Linked DNA regions of Ovis aries: region 1 is linked to region 2. Evidence: chromatin contacts called from public Hi-C data. All regions are on one chromosome and are shown on one strand. Each heading gives the region's core, a stretch centred on a gene start, on an enhancer-like site or on the middle of the called end of the contact. The rest is flanking DNA. Distances are from core to core; before and after follow the strand shown. Region 1 overlaps SMIM41 (small integral membrane protein 41). Region 2 has its middle 24 kb from the start of KRT18.

Region 1 (6,581 bases), core at 2,507-5,006, 800 kb after region 2:
CTTCTGTGCACCTCCCCGACCCAGGAGCCCAATCTCTCACCAGGAAGCCCAGCCTATGCTTGGACTGCTCAACCAGCCACCTCCACCTTGGTCCCAGCCTGGTCTTCTCTGAAGCCACATGGTAGACAGCAGCTCCATTCTCCATGAGATGGGAGCAGGTGGAGACAGAATGAGCTAACTAATCACCCGCCTGGCACTTGGGGTGCAGAGGTGAGAAGCAAGCTGGGGTCCCTGCCCTCAGGGGCTATGACAAGTTCCTGCAATACCAATTGAAAAGGAAAAGAACAGCGAGTTTCATCGAGCATTTACGATGTGTCAGACATGTTCCAGTGTCTGAACACACTTTATGTGTAATAAAATCCTTTTGTTATCCCCAACGTCCTCAAAACTGGGCTCTGTCATCTTCACCTATGCATTGGCCCAGAGTCCTGCAGACCCTATGGTCAATCAGAGTTCACGCAGAGAAGAGCAAGCTGCGGGAGTTAGCAACTCACTGCCTGTTTTAAGCGTCGGCTAGTGTTTCGTTCCCCAGTTGAAAGGGTTTCTCTCTTGCAAAGGGTTTCTCTGATTTCTGGCTTCTGTCATCTCCGCCAAACGGATCGCTCAGGTGGGAAGGGGTACTGTCCTGTGGCGCCATCTAGGGGCAGAAATATGCACTTCAGCAGTTTAAGCACACACCCCGCCCCACCCCGCCCCCACCCCAGCTTCCTCCCTCCTCGCCCCCCACCTCCACCCCCGCCGCCTTGTAGGGATTCAGAAGGACTGCCTGTTAGAATGTCAAGCATCAAGCATGAACCACCTCCCACCACGCAGGTGTCACTCAGTACTGCAGTATGACTGCACACCCGCTTCATCTAGTTACCAGCCAGAACACGTCTCCATGTAGAACTGTATCCCTAAAAGTTGCTGCTGCTTCTTTATGTGAACACAGGTGACTTCAAGAGTTTTGAAATCTGATGCTCGGCCAGACAGCTTCATACAGTCCCTGAACACTGTTAAATTGTCCCTGCACCTGGAGTTTGGTAGGCTTGAAACAGACCTTGTTGGGGGAGGCATGTAAGGGTGTATCACTCACAATATTGGCAACATTCTTTTCCTTAGGATGGTCATTCTGACGTGGCTGTTCAATTTATTCTCTGTTAAACTTTGTATATAATTTTTATAGATATGAAATATTTTCTTTAAAATATATTACTTCTTTTTGACAAACTTCACAATGTTTGAGACCTACTTTGTCAGCACTCAGGTGTACCCACAAGGAACCACCAAGAGCCTGAATACAGCCCCACAGGGAAATCTCGGTTTGAGGCCACACACCAGCCACACAGAGAATAGAACTAAGCCCCAAGGTCAAGAAGCTGCAGGCAGTTCTGTCCTGAGAACTCTGGGCTTTGAGTCACCAAAGTTTAATGTGAAAATCTACAATGGATATTTTACACATTTGGAAAATAGCAAGAGGGCTTCTTGGTGGCTCAATAGTAAAGAATCCGCCTGCAATGCAGGAGACACAGGTTTGATCCCTGAGTCGGGAAAAGTCCCCTGGAGGATGAAATGGCAACCCACTCCAGTATTCTTGCCTGGAAAATCCCATTGTCAGAGGAGCCTGGAAGGATACAGTGCATGGGGTCACAAAAGAGCCCAACTGACTTTAAGACTAAACAATAACAAAAGCACCTACTATGTGCTCAGCACTGTGTGGGGCGCTGGGAATCCAAAAGTGAGTTAGACGTGGCTCCTTCCAGCAGAGAGGTGACTCTATGGGAAATGAGTCCTGACAACAAACAACAGGACAAGAAGGAGAGTGGGAGATGTCATAAGAGGGAAGGAAGGAGACAAAGGGATCACTGCTATCTCAGACAAGCTGGGAAAGCGGCCAGGAGGCAGAGGCACAGAGCTGGGCCTTTAAGAGCGCTAGAGGTTGACAGCTAGAAGGAAGAGACTCATCCCAGGAGGAGGGAACAGAGTCAGGAAAAGCACAGAGGCTTGGGGAACAGCAAGAAAGGGATGAATTTTTACAAAGGAATCCTGGGGGCTCAGTGGTAAAGAAACCTCCTGTCAATGCAGGAGACGCAAGTTCAATCCCTGAGTCGGAAAGATCCCCTGGAGGAGGAAATGGCAACCCACTCCAGTATTCTTGCCTGGGAAATCCCATGGACAGAGGAGCCTGGCAGTCCATAGGGGCTGAAAAAGAGTCGGTCATGACTAAGAGAATAAACAGAAAGGAATTCTGGATTCTCAGGCTGGACAAGTAGCTTGGTCCACCATGGTGGCAGGCCTGGAGCGGGTTTAGATTTGACTCAGGAGGAGCCATGGCAGGTGTTTGAGCAGGAGATTGCCCCATCAAAGTGGTCGCTGTGTGCTAGGTGCTAGGAGCAGAGAGAGCACTGAGGCTGGCCAGTGAGCCGGCTGCATAGGCCTGTGCTGGGAGGGGTGAGGAGCGGGAGAAAGGAGTGACCCCTTGAGTTTGTCTCTGCTGTGAGTCTGTCCAGTGAGTCATGTGGCCAACCCTCCCCCTGCCAAAGGAGGTGGGAGTTAATCAGTCCAGGGTGGTGTGTACAGAGCGCCCACTGGGCCCTGAGGGGCCACAAGAGACCCAGGACAAGAAGCCCAACCTCCACCCATAGAAGCTTGTATCTCCACACGCCGGCAGCGGCTCCATGGAAAGCTACCTCCACGAGGTGGAGGTTTTAGGAGCCTACTTCTCCCACCAGAAGAACACCCCCACACATCTCCTGTCTAAGGACTGGTCTCACCCTAAGAGATGCATTGCTCAGGTCCAAACTTTAGTCCTTGTAGCGGATTGAATGGTGGCCCCCAAAAGGTATGCCCACATCCCAGAATCTGTGAATCTGACCATATTTAGCTAAAGTGTCTTTGCACATACAATTAAGTTAAAGATCATAAAGTTGAGATCATCCTGGATTATCTAGGTGGGCCCTAACTCTAACGACAAGTGTCCTGATTCGCTACAGAGGAGGAGGCGTGGGCGCATAGAAAAGGAGATGGTAATGTGAAGGCAGAAGCAGAGATCGAAGTGATGAAGCCAGAAGCCATCCTGATTACGACACCGACGCACAGAGAAGTGATTCACTCGGGGTCACACAGCTGCTGCGTGATGCGGCCGAGATGAGTGCCCGTGCCCACAATCGCTGCAGGCGCCGCCGAGGGCTCCCTGCTCTGCTTCCTGCTTTCTGAGGCCTGGTAGCCACCCCTTTTCTGCCCCAGCTGCTGGGAAACTGGAGTCAACACTGACTCTCAGGTACAGCGATAAGACTACCCTTCGCAATCACCAGTTTTATTTTCTTCCCAATTAAGGGGCCCTAGGTGGGCTGCCATCTATGGGGTCGCACAGAGTCGGACACGACTGAAGCGACTTAGCAGCAGGCAGCAGCTTTCTGTTTCATCACTAATGATAACCCACTTCTTTCTAGAGAGAAGGTGGGAGGCAACAAGTACTAAAGACGGAACAGTAAGACCAACACAGAGAACTACAATGCTGGGCCCACAGGAAAGCGAGATTGTCCAAGGCTAACTGAGTGGCCGCAGATGCTGTGATTACGCCTCGGGGCAGCCAGGGCGGAAGGGGAAGTCTGATGTGTTACAATCTGCAGGAAGCAGGCTCTTTTCTCAGTGGGAACAGTTTTCCTTTATAATGAACTCTAGTGAAAGTTGCTCACACGGTCCTGGGTATTGGGAACACTGAGTGATGTGGTCCGCTATGTCCTGAAAAACTGTTTTTGCAGAAAAGGAAAGTATTTTATGCAACTGTTGGTCAGTGTCAAGGACACCGCACTCAGCCACACTCAGGGAGGGAGCATCCTCCAGGGGAGGGACCAGCGTGTTTCAGGAACAGACTGGCCAGAACTCGGAGACTCAGGCCTGGATGGACAACAGGGACCTTCAAAGCCACGCCCTAAACATCCTCCACCAGCTTCGGTTTGTGAAAAATCATGTTCCCTGAGAGCAGGGTCTAGTGTTTTTGTATCTACAGTGCTGCTCCTGGCTCAATGCCCTCAACAGCCGAGTTGGTTGGGAAGGTGGGCAGAAGGATGGTTGGGGCCAGGCCCTGCGTCCCCCATGCCCACTACAGTAGACACTTTCTTTGCTCTGCCCTCATGCCTGCTCTCCTCTTCTGCAGAAGCAGTGGAGCCCTGATCTGTCGTTGGGCACATGGGTGCCCTTGTGCTTCCCAGCACCCCAGGCTCCCAGCTATTGCCACGTGCCTGAGCACAGCCAGCAGGAGGTGAGTGGAGGTTGTGAGTCCGGCCTCCACGTTGGGGGATACCCTCTCTCCACCACTTCCCCTTCCACTGGCTGGAAGCCAGATTTGGAAGTCAGTGTGGATGGTGGAAGTCAGCATGGATGGTGGAAGTCAGCATGGATGGTGCTCACCGGCAGCTGTGGAGCAACAGGAAAAGCCTGAGACTCGGCTCTGTGTAGCTGCCCCACCAGTCCTGGAATGTTCCTGCCAGACGATATAGGACAGAAAATCATGTTTCATCTGTTTAAGTCACTGTTATTTTGAGTCTCTGATGCATGGAGAATGGATAACCCGACTAATACCCCAGCGAACTCAGGGGAAAAGCCATTGCCTTTTGTCCCTGGACACCGGGTTCAACCAAGCGGTCTCCCCCGAGGCCAGTTCCCACGCAGAAGGATGGCTGTTCCCACCGCAGCTTTTCACACATCACAGCCACTTGACATATGGGGTCCGCAAGGGACCACACACTTGACAGATGGGGAAACTGAGGCTCGGAGACGTGGCCAAATCTGCACAAGGGCTCAAGGCAGCAGAGGTGGAGCCAGTCTCAAATCCAGGTCTGCCTGCTCCCCCTACAAAACTGAGAATTACTCACCACTGACCCCAGCGCAGACAAGCCGTTCTCTGGGTGGGAGAGACCCCGTCTGCAGGAGATGTCTTGATACGTCTGCCAGGAGTCCGAGCCCAGAGGCCCCAAGTCGGAGTGACGGGCTGTGCCAGTCAGTCTGCAGGGCTCACAAAGTGCGGGTGAACTTTGTGATTCTATCAAGGCCTGGTTCCCCAACAGCGCACCAAGTATGGGACACGGGGGCTTCCCCACAGAAGAAGGGCACTTATGAGGGCAGTGACCCCAGGCTGCAGGCAGCTGCCACAACATTTCCAACATCTTCCACGTCAGTAGCATAAACATCTTCTGGTTTATTGTGTTCAGAGAATCTATGGGTCAGGGGGTTGGGACAGGGTGTGTGGCGAGGTGGAGGCTGGGGTTTGGATGGATGTCTGGGGCTGGAGCCATCATCACTCCAGCTTCTTTCTTCATGTGTCTGGACCAGATGATTCAAAAGCTGAACTGGGCTGGCCCCCTCAACTGGAGGATCTTCTCGAGCCTCTTCAGGTGGCTGCTTACAGATGACAGCTGGGTCCCAAGAGGAAGCATCCAGAGAGGAACGTCAGAAAAGCAGTGTTCCCAGAGATCCAGCTAGTGCTGCCTGGCCTTTATGACCTAACTTTAAAGATCACAAGGGCTCAGGCGGTAAAGAATCCGCCTCCAATGCAGGAGACCCAGGTTTGATTCCTGGGTCAGGAAGATCCCCTGGAGAAGGGAGTGGCTGCCCACTCCAGTATTCTTGCCTGGAGAAGTCCATGGACAGAGGAGCAGGCAGGCTACATGGGGCTACAAAGAGTCAGACACAACTGAGCGGCTAACACTTTACAGGTCACATGGTATTGTGTCCACCGCGCCAACTGGTGCAGTGGTCTCAAGCCCATCCAGTTTTAAGGAGGGAACGAATGTAAATCCCATTTCAAAAGGAAGAGTGTCAAAGAATTGGAGGCCATATTTTTAGGGGCCAAGTCCCATAATACCTGAGGGTATCTCTTCAGTTGACTTCTCTCTCTGATTCCAGAGTGTTTGAATGTCAAAAACCAACTCCTCTTCCAATAGCAGATGCCCAAATTCCCCTGAAGAGCTTTAGTCTTTGATCTTTTTTTTAAAAGAGATTTTTTTGACAGGGACCATTCTTAATGTTTTTATTGAATTTGTTACAATATTGTTTCTGTTTTATGTTTTGGATTTTTTGGCCATGAGGCATGTAGAATCTTAGTTCCCCGAATGGGGATCAAACCCACACCCCCTACATTGGAAGGCAAAATCCCAACCAGTGAGCAGCCAGAGAAGTTCTAGGTCTTTAATCTTGAAGAGACTTTATTCTAAAACAAGCCCCCCGGGCCCCAGCTGCCCTTCAGACTGTGCTGTAGGCCTGACCCTTCTTACACCTCAGTGTCAACCGGTGAGCCCACCAGACCTTTCCAGAGAGCAACAGTGGCTGAGAAGCAGAGGGTATGCCTGGACCACTGGTTTTCACTAAAACTCCATCCTGACTGAATACCCGGAAAGAGGAAGGGGAGTAAAGAAGCAGGGCATCTGAGGTCCAGGGGTAAACTTGGCAAGGTCACCATTTGGTTGTCCTCTCTCAAGCTTCTGCCTCACCTACACCTGTATCCACTGCCCCTCATCCCCCTTACTTCAGAGAAACAGGACTCCTGTCCAACCTTGTCCCTCTGAGGGTCCCCCACCTCCTCTCCTCCAATCTACTGTGTC
Region 2 (6,783 bases), core at 608-3,107:
CCTGCAGTTTATCCTCTTTCCTGGGGAGAGTGAATCTTTGTTTCCCAAGTGCTTTCCTTGCCCCCAACTTCAGGCCTTGCCTCCAACTTTGGGTCTCTTTGCATCTCTATGGCTTCCTCGCCTTATTTGGGGCCTGTGCCTCTGAGTCTGGAGGGGAACATCTCACGTTCAGCATCATATGAACATCTCCTGGGTTTGGCCTGGGGATAACTGACCCCTGCTGTGGGCTTTTCTACCCTCTGTCTTCTTGGGGAGTAGAGCAGATGGCATCATAGAGCCAAAACACATTCATTCAAAGAAGCAATTCCAGCCAACATACGGGAGCAGGCACCCCAGAACTAAACGGACAATCTCAGCCAGAGGTCTTAATGAGAGGGCACCAGTTATCCGGTGCCAGAGCTGTGGGGAAGGCTTCAGGGAGGAGGTGTCCTTAGTGCTGAGCCTTGATGGACGTGTGGACCAGGAAAGAGAAGAGTAGCGGGGACAGAGAAGCGTCAGGAGGGAGCTGAGGAAGCATTGCGAGGGAACAAAGAGTTTGAAGAGGAGACAGGCAGGCTAAGTAGGGAGACAAACACAGGGTCGTAGGAGAGATGGAATGCAAGGATAAGGAGGTCGGATTGTATGCTTTCAACAATGGGACGTCACTGAAGGTATCTGTTAGGGGAGGGAGTGATGATAGGGGACAGGTGTGGATTTACAGATTAGAGAAGTAAGGGTCCCAGAGTAGAGAGGTAAGGGTCCCATGCACTCTTATCTCCCCCACTCCTCAGCCTCTGCTGTTGCTGTTGTCCCAGCAGACCCGGGAGTGTTTGGTCCAGGAGGACCAGGAGGCGTGGGGCTGAGACACGTGCCCCCATCTCTCGACCCAGGGATTCTCCAGACCTTGGGTCTACACTGTGCGAATGCTTCTGTCCACAGTGGAGCTTCCCTGCCTCCCGGGTGGCACAGGACAGGGTGAACTATTCTGGACCACAGGGCCTGGCATCTTACAGGGAAGGGTTTAGTTCCTTGGTACCACCTGACTTCTGCATAGCACACTGCGACCTCAGTCCACCGGGAGGGAGGCGGAAAAGTGGGGATGGGGAATGGAGAAATGGAGGGCAGAAATTCAAGAGCAAGGTGGTGGATGGTTTGGGGCTAGCTTACAGGGTTCAGGGGTATATCCCAGAGGCTCAGTCTAATCACAGAGGCTCCCCAGAATATCTCCTTTCTCTCTTGTGACCCCAGACCCATGCCTTGTTGACTTCTGGGGGTCAACTGCAATACACATGCTTTGCTCCTCTGGGAGTTACAAGTGAAGTGAAAGTAGCTCACTCGTGTCCACCTGCTCTTTGCGAGGCCATGGACTATACAGTCCATGGAATTCTCTAGGCCAGGATACTGCACTGAGTAGCCCTTCTCTTCTCCATGGGATCTTCCCAACCCAGGGATCGAACCCAGGCCTCCAGCATTGCAGGCGGATTCTTTACCAGCTGAGCCACAAGGGAAGACCATTCATAGCGAGTTACAAAGACCAGGTCTAATTTCTCTTCTCCTGAGTGACAGGCCCTCAGATCATAGAAAGCAGAAGGGAACTCAGAGGACACTGAAGACTAACCTACATTTTGTCAGTGAGGAAAATGACCCAGAGGGGAAAGAGCCACATTAGAGTTGCCTAGTGAGTCAGCCTGGCCCAACCCACGTCTCCTGACACCGCCCTGGGCGCTTTTCTTACCTCCCAAGCTTTCTTTTCTCCACCCCAAACTCTCCTCTCCCTGGAGATCTTACTTTGATCTTCACTTTTAATTGTGTGTGTGTGTGCACATCCTATCTCTCCTTGAGTTCACCCTGTAACTTATACAGTTTTGCCCGCAGGGGCCTGGCAGTACAGGATGGTCCAGGAAGACTTCACTGGGTGAAGGAACACTTCGAGTAGTCCTTACCCTCTGAGTTCCTTCAGTTTCAGTTCGTTTTGTCCCCAGCCGGAGCTCCTCCAAGGTGGGTTCACTTAAAGGATGAAGCAACCCAGGTGAGGAGATTGCATTGCTCAAGGTCGGACTGCTGAAAGGGTGAGGCCACGGCTGCTGGGCAGCAGGTATGCCCCCGGGCCGCCTCGTAGTTGTTGAAGTATGAAAACATTGCACTTGTGTCTCAGTTGGGAAATAGTCACCGCCTGAGCGGTCCCTGTCCCACCCCCTACTCTGTCTTGTCTTCCTGCGGTCCCTGCCCATCATCAGCTCTAAGGTGTTCAGGCTTGGAATCTGTTCGCTCTAAATTTAAGCCTGGGCTGATACAACAAGTCCACAACCACTGAACCCAACCCTGAGGTCCAGATGACTCCTGGAATTCAGAATCTTTTAGATTTTAGAAAGGAAACGGAGTGCATATAATGTTTAAAGAAAATCACAGTGGGGGTTGAGATGGCCCCTGGAATCATGAAATCAGATACTTTACTATTTCATCAGGGAGATGTAGGAACATTCCTCCCAGGTGAGATATATAAAACCTAGACACAGCCTCACGTCAGGGTTTCAGGTAAGTAAATTACAAAAAAACTTCTAGGGACTTCCTGGCAGTTCAGTGGTTAAGACTTCACACTTCCGCTGCAGGGAGTGTGGGTTTGATCCTAGGTCAAGGAACTAAGATCCCACATGCCACGCAGCCAAGCAAAACAAAACAGAATTCTGGTCTTCAGAGGTTTCTGGAATTTGAAACTGTTGGTTAAGGGCTTGAACATTATGATACTGCCTTTTAAGGATGATTTTTCATTACTTGGTAGGAGCTTGAACGAGCCAAAGAAGTTGCTAGGAAAGGCTAAGGAGATGTGATAGAGGCCTGGGAGGGGGTGGCAAACGAGAGATAGCTCCAGGGGACCCCAAGAAGACTTTGCTTTGACCAGGGCTGTCACAGTCCAGCCACCCTTAGCCCTGCCAATGGAGGGATCTGAGAGCTCTGAGAAGCAGAGAGATCTGAGAGCTCTGAGAAGCAGAGAGATCTGAGAGCCCTGAGAAGCTGGGGCTGGTGCCAGACAGGCCCAAGGAAGCTCTAAGGTGGACAGCAGGCCTTGGCTGTCCCTTGCTCAGACCCTGGCTGAGCAGAGCCATGTTCAGCAGGCAGGATGTCACCTCCTTAGTTAGGTCTGAGATTTTGAGGCAGCTGAGGAGCTGGCATCCTAGATAGCAGCTGCAGGGACAAGACCTTTTTGTCTGTGCTTTTGGCTCAGCTCAGCCCTAAGGTATGCTCCTGTCAGCCTCAGGTTATCTCCCTAGAGATGGGCTGACTGCCTGACACCTGGCATTCGCCTACCCATGCTCTCTTGCCATTGCCATAGCCAAGAGCAGATGCAGGTTCTCTGGGACGCTAGGGACAAGTGTTTATTGAATGCCTGTTATGAGGACACCTTCCCTGATGGCTTAGATGGTAAGGGATCTGCCTGCAGTGGGGGAGACCTGGGCTCGAGCCCTGGGGTGGGGAGAGTGCCATGGACAGAGGAGCCGGGGGGCACTGTGTGCAGGTGTTAGTGTCGCTGCCATGGTTGACCTTGGGGACGGTGTTCTCAGTATTCTCTCATCTGGATTGCACACTGCTCCCAGTGCCTGTCTCGTTTACTGCCCTGCCATTCCCTGGCTTTGAATTCAGCTCATGACCTTTCTCATATCCTCGTCTCATACTTTGTTGACTGAATTTTTATTTGAGCACTCTGTTGTTTTGAATCAGTTAGGGCTAAGGTCTCTACCAGGAGTTCAGGCTATCTGAAAAATAGGAACCTGCCCTTCCTTTCTTGAACACGTGTGGAATGCAGGATCGACCCCAGGGGAGCCCTTCAAAGGAGAGGTGGAAAATGGTGCCTGGGGCCAATAAACATTTGCTCTGCGCATTCCTAAAAGACAGCAAGATTTATAGTTTTAGCACGTCCCATTAAAAGGCTATTTACCTGACTGGGGGAGGCTGTATAATTTCTGTACCTGGAAATTAAAAAATACGGTAACTATATTACATGAGCTAAGTATTCAACCCACATACTTTAATATTCATTCGATAGCTTTTGTAATACACAGGATTTTCTTCTGGCTAGAATGGCTTACGTTGGGGCCTGTTGGAAAGTCTGAGGTTTCCTAACAGTGTGCAGCTGTGAAGTGGGGCCACAGACTGAGGAAGTTTAACCATTCTCCCAATGGGTTCTATTTCTTTGCACAAAGAGGGTTTACAGAGGGAGAAAGATGATTTTTTTTTTTTGGCCATGCCACAAGGCTCCGTGAGGTCTTAGTTCCCTGACTAGGGATTCAACCCAGCCCTGGGCAGTGAGAGCACAGAGTCTTAACCACTGGACTGCCAAGAAATTCCCAAAAGATGACTGTGGACAACTTCAAAAATCTCCTTACTTGACCCCTGGGTCGGGAAGATCCCCTGGAGAAGGGAATGGCAAGCCACTCCAGTATTCTTGCCTGGAGAATTCCATGGACAGAAGAGCCTGGTGGGCTACAGTCCATGGGGTCTCACGGAGTTGGAGACGACTGAGGGACTAACACTTTCACTCTCCTTATTAATCCTTCCCTCAAGTGTTCTGCTTACAGCGTCCCATCTTGATAGGTTATTCACTCATTTATTTGTTCATTCATTCACTCATTCATTCAAGCGAGAATGAGGGGGACTCTCCTGCTGATTCAGTGGCTAAGATTCTGAGCTCCCAGAGCAGGGAGCTGAGTTCCATCCCTGGTCTGGGAACCAGATCTCACATGTTGCAAATAAGACCGAGTGCAGTCAAATAAATTAATTTAAAAAAAACTAATGAGAGTTGAGCTTTAAGCCAACTTTTTCACTCTCCTCTTTCACTTTCATCAAGAGGCTTTTTAGTTCCTCTTCACTTTCTGCCGTAAGGGTGGTGTCATCTGCATATCTGAGGTTATTGATATTTCTCCTGGCAATCTTGATTCCAGCTTGTGCTTCTTCCAGTCCAGCGCTTCTCATGATGTACTCTGCATAGAAGTTAAATAAGCAGGGTAACAATATACAGCCTGGACATACTCCTTTACCTATTTGGAACCAGTCTGTTGTTCCATGTCCAATTCTAACTGTTGCTTCCTGACCTGTATATAGCTTTCTCAAGTGGCAGGTCAGGTGGTCTGTATTCCCATCTCTTTCAGGATTTTTCAGTTTATTATGATCCACACAGTCAAAGGCTTTGGCATAGTCAATAAAACAGAAATAGATGTTTTTCTGGAACTCTCTTGCTTTTTCCATGATCCAGTGGATGTTGGCAATTTGATCTCTGGTTCCTCTGCCTTTTCTAAAACCAGCTTGAACATCTGGAAGTTCACGGTTCATGTATTGCTGAAGCCTGGCTTGGAGAATTTTGAGCATTACTTTGCTAGCGTGTGAGATGAGTGCAATTGTGTGGTAGTTTAAACATTCTTTGGCATTGCCTTTCTTTGGGATTGGAATGAAAACTGACCTTTTCCAGTCCTGTGACCACTGCTGAGTTTTCCAAATTGGCTGGCATATTGAGTGCAGCACTTTCACAGCATCATCTTTCAGGATTTGAAATAGCTCAACTGGAATTCCATCACCTCCACTAGCTTTGTTCGTAGTGATGCTTTCTAAGGCCCACTTGACTTCACATTCCAGGATGTCCAGGTCTAGGTGAGTAATCACACCATCGTGATTATCTGGGTCGTGAAGATCTTTCTGTACAATCTTCTGTGTATGCTTGCCATCTCTTCTTAATATCTTCTGCTTCTGTCAGGTCCATACCATTTCTGTCCTTTATTGAGCCCATCTTTGCATGAAATGTTCCCTTGGTATCTCTAATTTTCTTGAAGAGATCTCTAGTCTTTCCCATTCTGTTGTTTCCCTCTATTTCTTCGCATTGATCACTGAGGAAGGCTTTCTTATCTCTCCTTGTTATTCTTTTGGAACTCTGCATTCAGATGCTTATATCTTTCCTTTTCTCCTTTGCTTTTCACCTCTCTTCTTTTCACAGCTATATGTAAGGCCTCTCAGACAGCCATTTTGCTTTTTGCATTTCTTTTCCATGGGGATGGTCTTGATCCCTGTCTCCTGTACAATGTCACGAACCTCCGTCCATAGTTCATCAGGCACTTTGTCTATCAGATCTAGTCCCTTAAATCTATTTCTCACTTCCACTGTCTAATCATAAGGGATTTGATTTAGGTCATACCTGAATGGTGTAGTGGTTTTCCCCACTTTATTCTGTCTCAAAAACAAAGACACCTGACTGTTTATAGGTGACTTACCATCTGCTGGAACTCTGCCAAGTCTCAGGGGTACAAGAGTGAGCAAGACAGCCTAGTCTCTGCCCACAGGGAGCTTTCAGTGTAGAACTTCGCTGTGCAATACAGTAGTCTTAGCCACTACCCGCTACTATGACTATTTAAATTTAAATTAATCGAAATTAAATATAGCAAAAATAAATTTCCTCAGTCACATTAGCTATACTTCAAATGCTCAGTAGGCCCTATGGAGTTAATGACTAACATACTGGACAGATATAGTATACTTCCTTTACTGCAGAAAGTAAAAGTTCTTTTGAATGCTATCTAGAGGCAGAAGGAGGAAGAGGGATGGGTAAGACAGATGGGTCATATATCCAGATCCAGATACATGTCATCAAAATGACAGAACGAAGTGCTTTAGATTGTGGCCTTTAAACTTTTTTTTGATTAAAATCCACAGTAATATGTATACATACATACACACATATATATTTATAAAACAGATCTCTCTCTTCACATTAAGAGTTTCATGAAACAGTATAACAGTATCCACCCTTACCACATGGGATGC

Evidence for each region. A called contact is a pair of places that touch in the nucleus more often than the background predicts.
Region 1: a Hi-C map of muscle shows a contact between it and region 2, with 5 times the contacts expected there. The contact joins two enhancer-like sites. A contact is called at or near these places in 8 of 16 Hi-C or Micro-C datasets (blood, hypothalamus, liver and 4 more).

Annotation. Positions count from the first base shown.
Region 1 is chr3:134,243,140-134,249,720 of ARS-UI_Ramb_v3.0, forward strand. SMIM41 (small integral membrane protein 41) reads right to left here. Exons shown (of 3, transcript XM_060414056.1): 3 at 5,981-6,581. Among named protein-coding and RNA genes, the nearest start is that of SMIM41, 21 kb to the right of the region's middle. Within about 2 kb of position 3,757, at least 7 of the 54 cell types and tissues checked have an H3K27ac peak or open chromatin away from gene starts, as enhancers often do.
Region 2 is chr3:133,447,109-133,453,891 of ARS-UI_Ramb_v3.0, forward strand. No RefSeq gene overlaps it. Among named protein-coding and RNA genes, the nearest start is that of KRT18, 24 kb to the right of the region's middle. Within about 2 kb of position 1,858, at least 8 of the 54 cell types and tissues checked have an H3K27ac peak or open chromatin away from gene starts, as enhancers often do.